Regions from separate parts of the Danio rerio genome. Here region 1 is linked to region 2. A link is a contact called in public Hi-C data. All regions are on one chromosome and are shown on one strand. The core of a region is the stretch at or near the end of the contact, and the rest is flanking DNA. Distances in the headings are between cores, read along the strand shown.

The links. Hi-C and Micro-C count contacts between places; a contact is called where the count stands out from the background.
Region 1: a Hi-C map of hematopoietic stem cells shows a contact between it and region 2, with 3 times the contacts expected there. The contact joins the promoter of commd3 here to the promoter of armc3 in region 2. A contact is called at or near these places in 2 of 18 Hi-C or Micro-C datasets (caudal fin and hematopoietic stem cells).

What each region holds. Positions count from the first base shown.
Region 1 is chr24:21,124,868-21,130,907 of GRCz12tu, forward strand. It overlaps commd3 (COMM domain containing 3), which reads left to right and starts at 1,954. Exons shown (of 8, transcript NM_001008734.2): 1 at 1,954-2,117; 2 at 2,800-2,911; 3 at 2,989-3,052; 4 at 3,139-3,173; 5 at 3,290-3,350; 6 at 3,426-3,482; 7 at 3,572-3,625; 8 at 4,572-4,790. The coding sequence starts at 1,982. The coding sequence ends at 4,631. bmi1a (bmi1 polycomb ring finger oncogene 1a) reads left to right here and starts at 5,544. Exons shown (of 10, transcript NM_194366.1): 1 at 5,544-5,867.
Region 2 is chr24:20,934,752-20,941,035 of GRCz12tu, forward strand. armc3 (armadillo repeat containing 3) reads right to left here and starts at 2,221. Exons shown (of 18, transcript XM_683526.9): 1 at 2,171-2,221; 2 at 1,982-2,050; 3 at 144-261; 4 at 1-10. The coding sequence starts at 2,029. It overlaps pip4k2aa (phosphatidylinositol-5-phosphate 4-kinase, type II, alpha a), which reads left to right and starts at 4,284. Exons shown (of 10, transcript NM_001128702.1): 1 at 4,284-4,618. The coding sequence starts at 4,478.

The DNA of each region.
Region 1 (6,040 bases), core at 704-3,203, 190 kb after region 2:
AACAGTGTTAAGTTCCCATTTTGACATAAGTAAGGGCAATTACATTAAGACCACTTTATTTTCCTTTAACATTTGGTGTGGCAATGTTTTCTTATTCTAAAATCTAGCAAGTGTCCTTTAGATATTCTATGCAAATATGCAAGATTTCCGATTGAGAGTGTTTTCCGTGTACCCCCAAGGTGCGATGTTAAAAAACTTAATTAAAACAGAGTAAATTAAACGATAAATCGCTCAATAAATAAACGAATAAATGAAATAATGAACACCGGTAACATAACCTGCATAACTGCAAGTTATTAATGACCATTAGTTTTATTTTAACTTTAAGTGTTTGAAAAATATATACCCTATATATAATAAATGCTATTTTACATAATACAACGTTTGCCTAAATAAATAAATTGCATTCGAATACACACACACACACACACACACACACACACACACACACACACACACACACACACACACACACACACAAATAAATAAATAAAAACATTTAATTGAGGGTAAATAACTAACTCATAAAGAACTTGTGTTCTTTGCTGGCAAAAGAAATAAAACAACAGTATCCCACTTTCCTTGATTAAACAACAGATAAGTCAAATTCATTTAAGACAAAATTAGTTCACAGATAGTTGTGGAAGAGCTTAATGACTCGTCATAATGACCCGAGACTTTTCATAAGGTTCTTGGTAATGACCACAAGCCCACAGGCATAAATAAATAAGCGCCAATATAAATATATATGGCAAGTTCATGAATCCACGTTGAATACAAGAGATACTTTTGACATTAGTTTTTATCTATCATCATGTCAGAACAAATACTCTTTTTAAACTCTGACATTTGCAGTTGTCCCCGATTTTTTTTTCTACATAAAATGTATACAGGCGTTTTGTGTCATCTGTAAAATGTGTCATCTATATAATGTTTGTTCTTTATCGTACTTGATTTTAAAATATTTGCTTTAGAAATTTTGTGGGTTTTTGTGGGGCTTTCTAGTTGCGCCTATAATCTTATATACTATTGTCTGTTTTCTGTTCAGCTTTGGAAATTTGGTAATAATTATAGCAACTACACAGATCCAAGTCAGAGGCAAAATTCAATTTAAAACCAGGTCTCATACGAGAAATCTGAATTTTTCTAGATTTCCCCAATTAAAAAAAAAACGCCGAAATTACTGTATAAAAAATAACTGAAAAGTTATTTGACATTACATTTTTGTACTTAGCATCGAAACTCTTCTAATGTCTTTATTGCGATTAAAAAAATGTTAGCGTTAACAATGTTTCTTAAATATCTCATGCATTGTTTCTCTCGGGAGAAGAGCAAAGAACATGCATAATTTTATTCTTTTATTTTATTTTTAGAATCAATGTTGAAGAATCCTTAACATCATTGAAACCTTTCAATTCCCCACAAGGTTCTTAAAAGTAATTTTTATTATTAACATTTAATAAATGCATATTTTAAGGTTGTTTGGGCAACCAAAAATGGTAGTCTGAAGACACATATCTACATATTATATGTCGCAAAATATGTTTAAAATTATTTAATTTGTAAATACAAGGAAGTTAAAGAAGAACCAAACTTGCCACCACCACATCACTAATATAGACTTTAAAGAATCGTCTTAAGATGGTTAAGATTGGTTTTAATATAATCTAAACTATTAAATTGGTTTGTGCAGTATTACGGACGCGTCTCTTATCAACATACGTAATAGTTTTTTTTTTATATGCTGCTTTGCCTATCTGGAAGCACAGAAATCCGGCATAGTCTTTGACAAACCAATAGTTTATTTTTATTTATATTTTATTTTTTCTCGCTTAGGACAATAACAGAATTGCGCAATAACAGAATGATGCGCAGCAAGTGCATGGATGTGTCAGTAGTACTCTGTCCCTGTTCCCCGACAATTCAAGCCCTGAGATCAGCTGACGCGCTCATGTGACCAAGGCTAGCGAGTTTGCTCAAAATGGAGTTGTCGGAATCAGTGATGAAAGGGCTTCAAATCCTAGCCGATTCAAACGTGATCGACCTGAAGTCGTATGCGATATTCACAGAGGTCGCCTTCAACAGTCTGGTCTCGCCTCGAAGCGAAAGCGCTCTGGGTAAGATGGTTGAGGTTTTTTCTTTGTGCAGCACTACTTCCGGTGCTTTCCAGACAAGAAGGAAGTCGCTGCGTTGTGTTACTGATGTTATTTTCTTGGGCTTGACATGTTATATGTTGCAGAGCCCAATAACTGGCATAGGCTGACGGACTTTAATCGTCATGCTTTGACTTGGCGTTTGCCTACTGTGCTTACAAAGTGCAGTGTACATTAGTTGACCGCTTAGCCGCATTAGCTAAGCCGTAGTGTGATTAACAACATCATTCTTTTTAAATGTAAAGGAATGAGTCCATATATATTTAACATATGCTTGATTATACCCAAACACATGTAGTATGCTAACATTCATGTATTTGTAGATTTAAAATTTTGTAATCTAATCTGCGCTGGTTATCAGCTAAACAGGTTTTCTATTTCGCTTACATACTCTCTCTGTATAGAAAGTGATTATCTGGCTTGACCGATAATTTAACATTTGTTATGAAAAGGCATTAGCTTAGCGTGTAAGGTTTAAAACAACGCTCTCTCTCTCTCTCTCTCTCTCTCTCTCTCTCTCTCTCTCTCTCTCTCTCTCTCTCTCTCTCTCTCTCTCTCTCTCTCTCTCTCTCTCTCTCTCTCTCTCTCTCTCACACACACACACACGTTCAAGCTTCTGTTTAGACCATTTTTTCTTCAACTTCAGGTCATCCAGAATTGAAACACATCGATCAGTCAACTCTGAACCACTGTCACACCGCGGCAACAACGTTCATTCTTGAGGGAGTTAAGCAAAATGCGGATAAATCGACAATTAGGTAACATATTCTAAAGATCATTTCCAACCCCTATCCGCTTGTGTTCTAAATTCTGAAAATACCGTGTGTTCTTCTAGCTCATGTCTTGAAGACCTGGGGTTTCAGACTGAAAGAGTGGACATATTTTATACTTCATTCCAAGTAGGCTAACGTTTGGTCTCCCAATATTTTTAAAAGAACAGTTGAATTACAGTAAGGTGAATATCTCTCTTCTATATATCTTCTAGAAAAACAAACAAAATGTGGAGTCTTTGTTGTCAAGGTGAGGCATGTGTATTATTATTTTTTTTTTGAAAGGCATAAAAAAATCACTTTTATCTAATTCAATGAAATATTTCCGCAGTGATACTTTATTTATTTTTTTTACTTGCTCCTCAGCATTGACATATGCCCTCCCCATATAACTGATGCTGCATGGCGTCTTGAATATTGTATAAAGGTATGTTGTTTCTTTAAGTTGTCCATCATTTACAATACTTCCATAATATCTCATGACCATTTTTTCTCTCCACAGAATAGTCATGTACATAAAGTCAATCAGCCGTCATACCTGATTTCCTTAAACACTGAGGTATGTAATTCCATAAAGCCTACATGCATTCACTGTACTTTCCAGTAATGGTTATTTTCACTTTGGATGTACTCTGGTTGCTTTTGCAGAGCGGTGGCTGTTCGTCGAAAATTAAGTTTAACTGCACAATGGAGCAACTTCAGGTATTTATTTTAGTCCACAGACTCACTATCAGTTTGACTAAAAGCACGTGGATGATTTCCTCCAGCTTAGCCATTGATTAAGATGTTATTTTTCTAAAGGTTTAAATAGGCTAAAATGCTTTTATTATTTGAAACAATTTGATGTTTTCACAGTTATTTTCATATTTTTGACTCTTCAGAAACAGAGTTTATCTTGCTTTAAAATTCTATTTTGTAGGCCTTCTTATACAAAACTTCCTGATTTAAACCAATATACAAAGAATTTGACGAGCGATAAATATTTAATAATAATCTGTTGTTATTGACATTAATTTACTACAACCCGGTAATTGAATGATGAGTTTAGGCCTACCTGAAAATTTCAAAGTTACCATCGTGTGGTTTCTGTTTCTGTAAAAGCCTGCATACTAATTTTATTATCGTCGTCACACAGATGCCTGTTTGTTGTTGGGGTGACACAAAGGTGAATTGTCCGAAAGATCAAGTCATAAAATTCTTATGCACTCAGTTATCATCACACCTCTTTACAAACATCCCAGAGGTTTTCATAAATACCCACGCGTTTAGCAAATTTGATAAAACGTTGCCATTAAGTTCACATTAAATTATAAAACAGTGATTTTTAATCCTAACTTACTGATTGTTCTATATGCAATCAACAATCTTATTTATGCACGGTCAAACTGGGCTATTTTCTACCTTCTTAATTTTGATTAAGCCCAGTTTTCATTTAATTTTGTGTAGTTTTGTTTACTTTCATAGATCATCAGAGGTTTACGATGTCAACAACTGATCTTTTTTATATTAGGCTTTGCTTTATCTAGTATAGTTGCATGAACTGTTTGACTGCTTTTTTTAGATGTAAAACAATTGACTTGGTAAAAATCAATTTTTCTATATTTTGTATTTGCTTGTGAATAAACTGGATTGTTTGAACTGTGTTCAGGATTTGGTTGGAAAAATGAAGGACGCCGCAAAAAGTGTCGAGAGAGCAACACAGTCATGATTCCTGGAGGTTGTCTAACCAAACGCATCTTTCCGGTTTCTTTTTGTTCTGTTGTTCTTGCATATCGATTAATATTATCTGGTGCTGTGGTTGTTTGTTTGTGGTTGTTTTTCCAAAATGTCATTTTCATAAAATCCACAATAAATCACTTTTAAGCAAGGCTGTCTTTGTGTATGCTAGACTTTATTTCTTTGACGCAATTAAGAAGAAATCAATATTTTAGCATTAAAGTGTAAATATGTGTTGCGCATATATATATATATATATATATATATATATATATATATATATATATATATATATATATATATATATATATATGAGAGAGAGAGTATAAGGACAGAACAGAAAAGACTGCGAGTATGCTATAGATACCGTTGAGTCATATTTGTAGAGTCAGGATTTTCTAGGGGACTCCCGGTCGTATGAGGGAGAGTTCGCAATGTTTTTCTGTACTGCTCTCTGCAACATTCATCACCGTGAATTAATTCAGCAACGCATGCAATGTCTGAACATGCCATCGGCTAATTAATTAAATACTTCCTTGGTGCATTTGCAAGTTTAGATTATGCAGATGTGTATAAATAGAAAATCTTACGGTAAGTTGATCATGTCTATGTTTTGAATCATTCTTTTTTAGCGCTGTTAGCGGATTTTATTTATTTTGTAGACATGTGGCAAACGGTTCTAAGCTGACCTACAAGAACCTATCCTATTGTGTAAACCTTACACGAGCTGGACCACGGTCAAACAGACTTTGAAAAGCAATTCTTTGTTATTTGTTGAGCGAGAGCCGCGCTGAATACACCGACACATATTCCCAGGCCACCCTTAAGGAATTAGATCACGTGATGCACGGGGCGGTCGAACTACAAGCCATTTTGGGGACGGTGTCAGTTTCCACTGAACCATCAGCGCAGCATTTTTCAAAGAGAAGACTGAAGGCGCTAGTCTGGAGAAAACGCACATCAGCCTGGCTGTTTTACACGCGGGAGGTCTAAATACGAAACCGGTTACGTCTCTCCAACAAAGCAAGGCACGCACATCGACAACAGGACCTTTTCTATTTTTTATTATTGTACTGCGCCCTGCTCCACCGTTCTCTTATTGCAATTGACAGCGTCTGCAGCCCTTTTCAAGATGGCCGCTTGGCTCGTATTCATTTTCTGCTGATCGACTTATAACTTTCATTGTCTAACCAGCACCAGGCTCGACTATTCACTCCAGTCCAGAAAGGTACATGTTCTTCGATATCTCCCCTTACATATGTCTAATTCCAATTCAGTGTTTTTGTGAGCTTAAAATGGAGACGTACGTTAGGATGCGGGAACTGACAGGCTCGCGTACGCAACATTGTCTCCGTGTCTCCGCGTGCTTACAGATTTGAGTTATTTTATCTAAGAATTTTG
Region 2 (6,284 bases), core at 971-3,470:
TTCTCATCACCTAAAAATAGCAGCAGACAGCAAAAACACACAGTGAAATCAATGAAGTAATACCACATGAGGGAACACAGTGGACACTTACCTCTGCAAAATTCTCAATGACCTCAGATTGTAAGACTAGATGACACTGTTACCTTTTTCTGCAAATTTGTGGATGGCCTCGCAAGCTTTGGCCAGCACTTCTTCTTCAGGGGAGCTGAGCATCAGAACTGCTGTTGTTGCAGTTTTGCTTTCGATGGATAAAGGGTCGAACTAAAAGGATTAAATGTGAATTGTATTAAAATGTTGGCATACGGAATATGAAGTCATATTTTCATGAAACTAGTACCTATTTTTTAGACCTTATGTTTTTCGTGAAGTACTGGTATTTATTTAGTGCAGTAGTACTACCAGACACACTGAAAAAATTAATCTTTCGGCTTAGTTCCCCATTAATCAGGAGTTGCCACAGTGGAATGAACAGCCAATTGTTGTGGCATAAGTCCAGCTACAGCTAATTTATGATTTTTTTATGCTTTTAAACTGCATTATGGGACCTTGATTTTCCTTCAACAACTTTTAAAATTTAAAAGTTTGAAAAAGTGTCTTTTATTAATATTATTAATCATAATTTGAAATCATACATATTCTGTATTGGTGTGGTTAATTACAGTACAAAAACTGGTGAGAAATTGGCAGTATTATTATTTATTTGTTATTTTACAGAATGAATAGTCTATACATTATTTGATATACAAAATATTGTTCTACAATCTCAATAAAAGTCAATTTGTAACACTGCAGAGATGAGTTTTTAACAAACAAAGTCAACAGAGCAGAGCTAAAGGTCTTATAATGCAATTCATAACTGTAAATAAATAGAAAAAACTTAATCACAAAATATGAAACCTGTTAATTCTTATTACTTGAACATATTTTTTAAGTAGCTATTCTGTTGTTACTTGTGACGAACAAATATTTAGTTACTTCAAAAAGTTTTTAAAATAAGAATTGTTTTTTTGTAGTAACTGCAAAAGATATCAAACGAATTAGTCGTATTATATATTTAAAATGTATGATGCACAATGATTAAGTTCTAGAATAAAACTATAACCTAGCTAATAATTATTAGTATACAAAAATTAAAAACTAGCATATATTTTATAGTTATTATGTATCCAATTAACTAGTATAATACAAGTGCACAATGATTAAATACTAGCGACAAATAAAAGGTAGCAGGCTATTATATAATATATGGTGGTATATTAAAAATGTAGTAGTATTCAGGAATAAGAACTGGTTTCTAAAGAATATTTTATCTTGTAGATAACATCTAGCATAGTTACAGTGCTCAGCCTATATAAGTAGACCCCTTTTAAATCTATCTTTTAAATGCATATTTTCAAAAGGAAGCTATACAATATTATATTTGTGCATATACATCAGATTAGCCAGTACTGAAGCCAAATCTGGAGCTTATTCAACAAAATAATTTACAATAACGGTCCAAAATTAAGTACACGCAAACTTATATGTTATAGAAAAATGTTAAATACAAATTTGTATGATCTTTCAATTTCTAAATATGCTTGGTGACTAAAATGTTGTTTTAGTGAATATATCTGTTTAATAAATCTGTTTTGTTTAAATGCACCAAAATGCATATATTCACTGGGAAATGGATAAAAATATTCATTTTCAAAACGGGGTGTACTTATTTATGCAGTGCTCTGTATAACGTTATTGAAAAGGTACTGTATAGGTAACTCTAAAGTAAGAATCTAAAGAATAAAACACTGTAAGAACATGATATGTAGCTAGGCCTTACTTTACTAGTACCACTTCATGGAAAGGACAACTGTATCTAAAAAAGAAAGTACTAGTAGCATGAAAACATAAGTAGGCTATGTTTTTTTTATTTAATGTTGAAACGGTCTACCATAGCGAGGAAGTCATGCAAAATCTCAAGGGTCAAGAAATACGCTCTCACCACATCTTTCGGGCATGTCTCAGCCTCTTTTTTGACTTTTTTCCCCATCTAGAAGACGAACACTGCAAGCTACATGCCAAAAGGTACAATGTATCAGAAACGAAGAAAGAATATCTTCCAACAAGATGAGAACAATAAAAAATAATATAAATTGTTTAACGTTAAGCACTTCTACAAAATGTACGTTACCTGTGCTTCTCCGACAGTGTGTGTCTGTTTAGCCTGCTGCTGTTGCTAGGTGACATGTTTAATTTCCCGTGTCACCTGTAGGTGGGGCAAGAATCACTTGATTCATACTTTGCCATGTATTTATTTGCCTATTAGTTTAAAATATGCCGGTCATGGACCGTTAGGTGGCTCTGACGTTAATACTTTATTAAATTGTACACAATTAAATTATTGAAGGGACGAGAAAGCATGAAAAAATGGTCATAATAAAATAACATGTTTTATTATTTTTTTTGGTTTATAATATCAGCCTATTGAACATCAAATATGCAATAATATATTGTTTCCATGTGATATATCAGCCATTTCAGTTACTTATTTGATGTTCTAAAATAGTCTTAAAGTTTTAGACTATATTTGTGGATTAGCCTATATTAGCTAATAGCCTTAAGTCAGTTAATCTGTCTTTCCATTTATATTTAACCATGAATAGTGGTTTTGATGTTATCATTAAATCAATTATAAACTAAAAACATTATTACACGAGGAATATCAAACGACAGAAGTTTTATAGGGCATCGGTCTGTGTAAATCAGTGCCACCTTTATAAAACAAGCAATTTTATATTCGTTCTTTGTGACATATCCCTCTATTTAATGTCTTGTTTGTGCATCTAGATTGTTTTAGTGCAATTTAAATGTTATTTACTTATTTAATTTTTTTATTTTTTATAAAATGTTTCTGATGAACTGTTATGTGTTCAGACTGATTTATTAAATAGATTAAATGATACACAAAATAATGAAATTAACATAATATGGAGAAATTCTAAAACCAAAATCAATAATCAATCTCAAATGTACTTGATCTGTAAACTTCTTAGAGAAGCAGCAGTCAGTGGAGGAGCCCCGGACGCTCTGGATGAGGATCATGCCCAGGCTCGTGGACAACAGCAGCTTTTCCTCGTTTTCCTCCCACTCCATAACATGGCTGGAATGAGGAGCATGTTCAGCAGTGGGTGATCCAGGCGGGGTGGAACAGGGAGCGCCACAGTAATTTGTGCTGTAAAACTGGAGAACACATAGAGACACCATAAATTAAGGCCAGGGGTTTTCAACCTTCTAGATGTTATGGACCCCCGAATATGAAAATCCAAGTTTTATTATTAACTTCAATTTTATATGTATATTTAAAAAATCTGATTATTCCTAATATTATTATTTTTTGCATTATTATTGATCTATAATTAATATATATAATATGTTAATCGATTATGTAAATCTTATTTAGGCGTACTTGATCATTTATTTTATACAAAAGTATGTATTCATCTTAATAACATTTCTATTTTTCTTCTATCCTATTAAATTGAAATTTTCTTAATTATTATTTTTATTTTTATTAGTTGACATTTTTATAATTGTTCGCTAAACAGGGACGCTTATCTAAGTATGTTTTAAATTAATCTATCTGCCATTGTTCTTTTAAACAAGAAATGTTGCTATTTTTAATCAATTGCAGACATTTAGATAATTTTTATTATGTGTTATTTCAAATGTGTGTGTGTCAGTGTGTGTATGTGCGCGCGCGCTCGTGTGTGTAGCTGTCAGTCCGTCAGTTGGGCAGTGCGGATGAGCCGGATACACCAACTTCTAGCAATATCACAGACAAAATTCACACCGATTTTGGACTCGGACACCTTCCACTCTCGGAATACTGGCTTCGTCTAAAAATAAACACCTTTTCGGGGCAGACAAGCGGCAGAGAAAGAAAGTGGGAGTGGGATTTTGCTTGAGACATATTTGAAGGGTTGTAGGCTTAGCCTGACTGGGGCGAGCTAGCATGCTAATGGAGCAGCGCCGCAGTGGATGCCTCTCCACCCGCTGTTTTTTCCTCAAATTACACTGACGCCGTTCAGATTACATTTTTTATTTGTTTCCAGCTGGTTCCGTCAGTATTTCTTCTAATTTACCCTAAACGGGGTGTTAAGAGGGGCTGGCTTGGGAGGCTAACGATTTAGCAAGTAAGGAAGGCTTACTGATGAAGTCTTAAGGGGATTTTGCTTTTTACGCTTGAGAACTTACAAATAACACCGCGTTTTGCTCTTAACTTTCATGTTATATGTAACGGCAGACTGTTTTAGCGCATTTGGCGAGTTATTCTTCTGTCTAGAGAGCTAATAGTTGAGTTGGTACAGCTAGCTGGCTGCGGTTAGCTAACTGAACGTTATGCCAAATTATATTTTACTAAGAGACAGTTAGGACACCACTAGCTTAATTAAAGCACTTGTCACTGTGTGATAGTTAATTTATTGTTATACAACAAACAATGGCCTCGGCTAGTAACACTGTCTCATCGTTTGCGAGCAAAACAAAAACGAAGAAGAAACACTTCGTGGCTCAGAAAGTGAAGCTGTTTCGTGCCAGCGACCCTCTGCTCAGTGTTCTCATGTGGGGAATTAACCATTCGGTGAGTGAAATCTGCAGCCTTTTCCTTTGTGTTTGTGTCCGTTATTGATCAGCGCATTACAATTAAGAGGCAAAGAGAACTTTAGGGTGTCTTTCAACCCGCAGTTGGCACCTTCTGTTTGGTACATGGTCTTCATGATCATCAGAGGGCTGCTTTGATTCTTTTATGTTGCTTAACCATCAGTTTAATGCATAACATTTTAATTTGCTCCGTAAAACAGTTGCATATCCTTATGTGGTTATAGGAAGTTCAATGGTTGTAAAACAATTGCAAAAATGAGGTTTAATTATTAATTTATTAATCTCCAGCGATCTATGATGATTTATATTTATTTTTAAGTAAAACAATAAAGAAGATTGCAAGTTAACATATACTGCCATTTTTAGAGTTTTTATATATATATATATATATATATATATATATATATATATATATATATATATATATATATATATATATATATATATATATGCAAAACAAGATTAATTCCTCATAGTGCATGAAGTACTTAGGAAGTGAAACTGTTGGTCTGTGCAAAAAACCAAACATTAATTTTTATGTTATTAACTTTTATTAATATTTTGCAAAGTGTGTTCGAAACTGTCACACAATGATGTGTGTGTGTGTTTGTGCTCAAACTCACACCTGAGGTTGCATTGTTTGTTTATATCTTATATACTGTAGGTTGCAGCCTGCAGCATAAGTACATCAACCTATTTGATGAACAATACAACACATCCATCCTGAATAGCTGTTGTAAATAAACTGTTGTAAACTCCTGTGCAAATTTGTGCCTGCACATACATGATGTATGTGATGATGGATATACGCTAAGAAGTTTATTCTCTAGATTGTCGTGAGTCAGGACTGTTTTCTAAAACTGAATAAAGGTTAATGTTGCAAGTAATGTTTAGTTTCTTGCACAGAGCCAATTTATTATAGTGAGCCACAAGTGTTGTATATTCCTTTTTTTACTTTCAACTATTGACTTAATTTTTAAGGATCACCCCAGTTTAGCTAAAATGTTTGTTAAATGTTTTTCTAAAGAAAAAAAAAAGTCCTGTACATCTTGTATGGCCTGGGGGTGAGTAAATTAACAGCAACATTTCAAATTTAGATGATATATCCCTTAAGGCTGTAAAGTTGTAAGCCTTCATATTTGGTATGTAAGGAATCTCATTTGTAAGGTTTCTATGTCCTTTTACGTGCATGCAAAGACGTTGCAAAATAATATCTGTATCAGTAGTGGAGTTGTGGGTGAGTAATCATTTCCTGTTGGAAGTTTTGGTTGCAAGATGATAAGCTGAAGCAAGACTCATCTCAGCTGCTACTGACTCTTCTACTAGTTGCAACATTTAGCTGTCGTTAAAGGAAAAAACAACTTTGCTAATGTATTTGTTTTTGGGTATATACAGTTTTAAATGATTATATTAGTCGAGGTGATGCATAGCAGTATTTAGTCTTTACAGAAATCAGCAACATTCTGATAGTCCATATACTTTTAATGTGACATGCGGTTGCCCCCTCCAGCTGTTTCTGATGTTGCTCTGAATGAGCTGTCACAAACCAATCATACTGCATTCTTTTAGGGTTCAACACAAAGCTTTTTTTTTAAATGTCATTCTTTATTGTTGCATCTTGTTTTCAGTTTTGTACTTTTTCTACA